2 separate regions of the Mus musculus genome follow, and region 1 is linked to region 2. A link is a contact called in public promoter capture Hi-C data. All regions are on one chromosome and are shown on one strand. The core of a region is the stretch at or near the end of the contact, and the rest is flanking DNA. Distances in the headings are between cores, read along the strand shown.

What was found. Promoter capture Hi-C pulls out the DNA fragments that hold promoters and counts their contacts.
Region 1: a contact with region 2 is called in a promoter capture Hi-C map of hippocampal neurons, with 5 times the contacts expected there. The contact joins the enhancer-like site here to the promoter of Mdh1b in region 2. A contact is called at or near these places in 10 of 39 promoter capture datasets (3T3-L1-derived adipocytes, the HPC-7 cell line, embryonic stem cells and 6 more), 3 of 115 datasets of contacts at active chromatin or transcription factors (astrocytes and stem cell-derived neural progenitor cells) and 2 of 9 other capture datasets (adipose tissue and liver).

What each region holds. Positions count from the first base shown.
Region 1 is chr1:64,977,090-64,980,211 of GRCm38.p6, forward strand. No RefSeq gene overlaps it. Among named protein-coding and RNA genes, the nearest start is that of Plekhm3, 22 kb to the left of the region's middle. Within about 2 kb of position 1,517, at least 40 of the 459 cell types and tissues checked have an H3K27ac peak or open chromatin away from gene starts, as enhancers often do. A contact at or near this core is called in hippocampal neurons, where this site is marked.
Region 2 is chr1:63,728,700-63,731,853 of GRCm38.p6, forward strand. It overlaps Mdh1b (malate dehydrogenase 1B, NAD (soluble)), which reads right to left and starts at 1,619. Exons shown (of 11, transcript NM_029696.4): 1 at 1,572-1,619. The coding sequence starts at 1,593. Fastkd2 (FAST kinase domains 2) reads left to right here and starts at 1,926. Exons shown (of 12, transcript NM_172422.3): 1 at 1,926-1,992; 2 at 2,701-3,154. The coding sequence starts at 2,788.

The sequences.
Region 1 (3,122 bases), core at 267-2,766, 1.2 Mb after region 2:
TTCTATTTCTTTCTACATGCTTAAGACAGTATTTGGGACCCAAGTGTTTAATAAATGCTTATGAGCTAAGCATAGTGACTCACACCTACAGCCTTAGCATTTGAGAGGCTGAGACAGGATGGCTGCAAGATCAACAACAGCTTAGGCTACACAGTATGTTTAAGACCAGCCTGGCAAGGCCCTGACATAACAAGACCCACTCTTAAAATAAATAAGTAAGCAATTAAGTAAATAAACATTTGTGATGGTGTAGACAGTGATTTGAAGTACTCCGTCTTATCCCTTGTGACTGTTTTTAATTTATCAATAAAGCTTGCTGCCTGCGAGGCTCTGATGACTATTGTATTTGGGGACACCCACATCTCTATTTTCCCATTTGATGCAGGGACTGAGACTTCTTAATCTTTCTAAAGATTAAGAAATTTTCTAGTTTGGGGGCTAGAATTAGAAACACGTTCTTACTCTTCCTGATGGGTAAACTTCTCTTCACAGATTTTGTAGTGCACATGCATCCGGCCTCAGGAAACACACATTATAAGATTATGAAACAGCTCATTTGGTTGTCTCTACTGTGCAAGGACAAGCACCTGAATTCAGATCTCCAGTGCCAAGTATCTGCTCAGGGCAGAGAAGATGGGTCCCTATAACTAGCTCACTGGCCAGCCATTCTATCTTGAACCAGTGAACTCTGGGTTCAGCGAGAAACTCTGCCTCACAACACAAGGTGGATCGCCAGGCAGGGTGGCACACACCTTAAGTCTGGAGGCAGAGGCAGGTTAATCTCTCATACTAGCCAGGGCTACATAGTCAGATCCTGTCCCCAAAAGGGGGTGGTGCATGGAGCACATATCTCTACTCCCACCTCTTGTTAGGCAGAGGTATGACTGTCTCTGTGAGGCTGAAACCAACCTGTTTTAAACAGCAGGTTCTATGCCAGCCAAGGCAAATAGACCTTATCTCAAAAGAAAACTTTTTAAATGTGAAGAACAATCAAGGAAGGCCCTGACTTCTTGAAACTCTGGACTGCATACAAAAACAAATGCACACATGTCTTCACATACATGGACACACAAACATATCATGTGCTATACACATACAAATACACACACACACACACACACACACACACACACACACACACACACACACACACACACCACTTCAATGATGCTTCCTCCCTTTTCAAGGCCCACTGGGGAGGAAAATGGAGTTTTGGCAGCTAAAGATTAACGTTGCCCTGCAGGCATGCTTACAGAGGTAATGGATGGGTTACTCCTACAGTCTCTGGTCCCCAAGGAAACCAGAGGCTGCTCTACTGGTTGGAGAGAGACAGATGAGCCTCAGTAGGTGCCTGTGGGGGAGCAGCATGGCTGGGTGTGTCTTCTGTTGCTAGGAGATACCCTGGAGTGACCACCATCAACCCAGGCTGCTCGCCATCACTGTGCTCACATCAGTGGGACCAGACATCCTTACAGGGGCAATCTGAATGCTCATGTCCGCCGTGCCGCTTAAGAAAGGAAGCTAGAAGTCAGCTGCAGATCTGAGGTTTCACACACCGCGGACGCCTAGATTTAGAATACTCTATTATTACCAAGTTGCATCAGCCAAGCTCAGAATTCTGCAAATTTAGTGGAAACTGATTTCATCTGGCAGCCAAAAAAAGAAGCTTTTATGATTTAAAAAGGAAAAAAAAAAAAGTGTTCTCAGAAAACCTTTGGCCCAGTGAAGGAACTGCCTTCAGGAAGCAAGGGTGTTTATAAGTTGTTTACCTACATAAAGGCCGAAGGTGACCTTCCTAGATTCCAGGGGGTTCCCTGTGCTTGAATGTGATAATATATAATTTTAGCGTACTTTATCACACCAGCAGAAAATTTTAATATACAAAAATACTAAAATACAAAGAAATGGAAACATGAAATCACCTTGGCCCTACAGAAAATGAGTCTCCAGAGTAAGAATTCTAATACTGAGCTAGACCCTCAGCCAAGCCCACCTTCCTGTGTGTGTGTGTGTGTGTGTGTGTGTGTGTGTGTGTGTGTGTGTGTGTATGTGTGTGCATGCAGAGGCTCACATTTCAGATGGATTAACTGCCAGTGAGCTCATGGATTTGCCTGTCTTCACACCAGCACTGGGGTAACTGGCATGTTTGCATCATGAACCATCTCCCAAGCCCCCCTTTGCCTCTTCCTCCTCCTCCTTATCATCATTATCATCATCATGAGTTAGGGTTTCCACTGAACCTGGAGCTTATCTTTATAGCTAGGCTGGCTGACCAGAAAGCCTCTGGGGTTTTGCCATCTCCCTTTTCTAATAATGAGATCTCAGGTATGCTTGTTAGGATAACTGTGATTAGATCTGGAGATATGAACCCAGCTCTCCACACTTACAAGGCAAGAATTTCAGTCACTGGAACCATCTCCCCAAGTATCCCTTCCTTCCTTCCTTCCTTCCTTCCTTCCTTCCTTCCTTCCTTCCTTCCTTCCCTTCCTTTTCCTTCCTTCCTTTCTCATGTTGTCTCTCTCTTCCCTTTTCTGTGTGTGCATGTTTGTGTGGTATGATGTAGTATGTGTATGATGGATATACTTACTAATGAAAGTATGTGCGTGTGTGCCCACATATTCGGAGGCCGGGGTAGATATTGGTTGTCTTTCCTTCATTGTTCTCATCTCTGTTTTTGAGGCAGGTCTCTCACCAAACCTAAGGCTCATCTGATTGGGTTAGGTGGGTAGCCAGTAAGTTTCAGGAATCCATCTGTCTCTGAGCATTCCAGGGCTGGGGTTAAGGCACAAGCCACTGTGCCCCGTTTTTACATTGGTTCTGGGGACCTGAAATCGTATTCTCATGCTTGCATGGCAGGCACTTCTTCACCAAGCCACCTCCCCAGGCCCCTAAGCATCTTCCTTAATGGATCCTTCTCATGCCATCATACCAGAGCCTCGGTCTTCCAGTCTTTTGTCTTCTAGCCTCAGCACTGTCAGAAACACACACGAGCCTCTTGGCACACCTATTGGACCTATAGGTGTCTGAACAGCATCAATGCATTGCATTTAAAAAAAAAACAAACAAACATTATGTGCACTAATGTTTTGCCTGCATGCAAGTCTATGTGAGGGTGTTGGATC
Region 2 (3,154 bases), core at 369-2,868:
TTCCATTCACAACCATATATGATCTTTATACTCACACTCCAGCTCTACTCCCTATTATCCACAGTAAATTTTTCTGCTTCTTCCCGAGTCTTCTCTGCTTGGTAACTGTAGTTGTTCAGGCATCTATTTAATCACTTTTCCCTCTGGGAAGCCCTTGGCTAGGTAGACCCTATACCACTGTCTTAGGGTTTTACTGCTGTGAACATACACTATGAGCAAGGCAAGTCTTATAAAAACAACACTTAATTGGGGCTGGCTTACAGGTTCAAAGGTTCAGTCCATTATCATCAAGGTGGGAACATGGCAGTATCCAAGCAGACATGGTACAGGCATAGCTGAGAGTTCTACATCTTCATCCAAAGGCTGCTAGTGGAAGACTGACTCCTAGGCAACTAGGGTGAGGATCTTAAGCCCATACCCACAGTGGCACACCTACTCCAATCAGGTCACACCTCCAGATGGTGCCACTCCCTGGCTCAAGAATATACAAACCATCACAACCACTGTTTCCTCCAGAACACTGACCTGTTACTGTTATATACAAAGTGTCCTGAAAGTTTTTACTGTATGTATTCCCACCATCCCGTTTTCTAGTGCTAAAAAAAAAAATATTTATCTGAATGTATAGTGAAGCAAAAGATGTACTTCCAAAGGGATGGTAAATTCCAATTGTGTAATAAAGAAGTGATTGTGGCCAAAATAGTTTGTATAGGAAGGCCAAAGGAGAAGCCAGACTGAGTGGAAGGAAGGATAGAACAGTAGGGAGCTCTTTTAAGATACTTGGTGAAAGAAGTGGGAGTGGGTGGGTGGGGGACTTTTGGGATAGCATTAGAAATGTAAATGAAATAAATACCTAATAAAAAATAATAATAAAAAGGAAAAAAAAGATACTTGGTGAAAGAAGAGGAAGCAGATACAGTCAACAGCCTGTTCCAGTAAGTAGTGGTGTTGCTTCCAGCTGTCAAGATGGTCTACATTAAAAATGTAGACGAATTGACACTTTGACATTATTTTTACCTAAATTCGTTAAATTTTGTTCAAGATTTAGTACAAACTTTTGTTGTTGTTGTTGTTTAAACTAAATATCTAGTTTATATTTTGTAATTCTAACCCAGGCCCTGCGACATTCCCACATCCAGGTCCTCCATTAGACTACAGATCTTCTAGCTCTTTGCCTTTATCTGGAGGTTGGTTTCTTTAATAGCTTAGTTATTTCCTTCTCTCCATCCATTCCTTATGCTCCTTTTCCCGCCAACCCCGCCGAGGCCTGTGCAGTTGTCCATCATTACATTAGTCACAGCAGATCAGAGGAATTCCTTATACGTTTTGTACCCCTTATACGTTTTGTGGGAATTAAAACTGGCCAAGGGCAGAGGTGGGAATTTTCCCCAACGTGTCCCCATTGCTCATCTGACTTTGACACATTGCCACTGTGTATCAAGCGTCTTTAAATGAATGCCTAGAAAGCCTGAGATGATCCTTCTAAAGGATGGGGCTGAAGAACAGAAGCCAGTTAACAAGGCTGACCACCCATGGGAAGAGATCTGTGGGCTTACTAGAGAAGCACTCACCCGCGATCACAAATTTGGCCATGATTTCTAGCAAGACCTAGAAACTGGGACCGTGGCGTCACGGTTTCCTGGCAACCGCGGCGGGTACTAAAACTGGCGCAGGCGCGTTCAAAAGAGGCTGCACCGCCAGGGGCTAAAAGTTCAAAGTCACTATTTGAATGTTTTGAGTTTCCATAAACAACAATAGATGAACTTTATAAGCTCCGTGTTTTCCTAAGGCTCTCGCTTCTATCTTTTCATCAGAGAATAGAAACTATTCTTTCTGGAAGGTTTTCCTCCCTATTTGCACATGGCCTCCGCGGTCGCTGAGAACCGATGCTTTTTGACTTATAAAAGAATCCGTAATACGTCACCAGACGCGCCGCTTGAGGAGGAACTGTCATGGCTGCGCCTATGTGTAGTCACGGGGTTCTGTTCGAAGGTGAGTGGATGGCAAGCAGAAGCGGAATCGCGGGCCGGATCGTACTTGTCTTTTTACCTAGGGGAGAAAAGTTTGGGAAGTGGCCTGGGTCTTAAGTTTAGGGCAGTGCTGGGCGGCCCATTTGCGGAAAGACACCGACTCCGGTTCCGGGATCTTGATGAACCTGGCTGATTGTAGATTCTCAGGCGGGAAGGACATCGCTTTTTTTCTTTAATTCCGTCCCTAACCAAGACCGACCTGTCCGAGTACGTTTTCTTAACAGTTCGCTTTTGGCCAATGCAAGATGATCTGAAGTGTCCATCAATGATACAGTTTTCAGTGAAGGCCTCCAAAGTAGTGTTAACAAAGTTCTCCTTAGCCGATATTGAACACCTACACAAGACATTCTTATCTATCTTTCTGTCTGTCTTATCTATCTTTCTAGCTGTCTATTTCTATCTCTCAGTTTACCTACCTATCTATGCTACTTTATCCACATTTATTGATTGACTGATTGAAACTACTTTATCCACAACTGCTAAAGTGATTGACCTGGGTACTTTTACAAAGATGAAATAAACGTGGAGGAAGCATACCGAGGACATGTTCCATTTTAATATAAAACTCTAGCGGCTCGTCGGTGCCCATGCAAGCCCCTGTTAGATGCATTTCCCTTATTTAAGCAACAGTTTTTAACCATTATTTCTTTTATTTACCTATCCTCTACAGGACAGTCCACAGCATGTGCTCTTTTTTAGAAAGACGGCAACTTGCGTTGCATCTTGGGTATTTGAAAGTGTGCCAATAGATAGCAGAATGAATAGCAAAGCACGTTCCTTGTTATGGACCATCCGACGATTCAGTACGTTACTTCCAAGAAGCAGAGCTTTGAGGATAGATCCATTGGGAACTTGCAGACCAGAGGTTATTCATTCAAAATGGAACCCAAGAAACCATCGGCTAAATGTTTTTGATGAGGGATTGCAACCATCTGTTAGATACCTCTTTCAGGATATATTTATTTCTAAATCAGTAGATGGTTGTATTCAAACTAAAGGCATAAGCCATTCAGCCGTTTTTAAACCTGATAGGCTGCTTTGTCCTAGAAGACTGTCCTTTGATGCAAAACATTCTTTTGTCTCTGATGGGACATCTGATCATGATTTAAAGAAAATAAACTTTC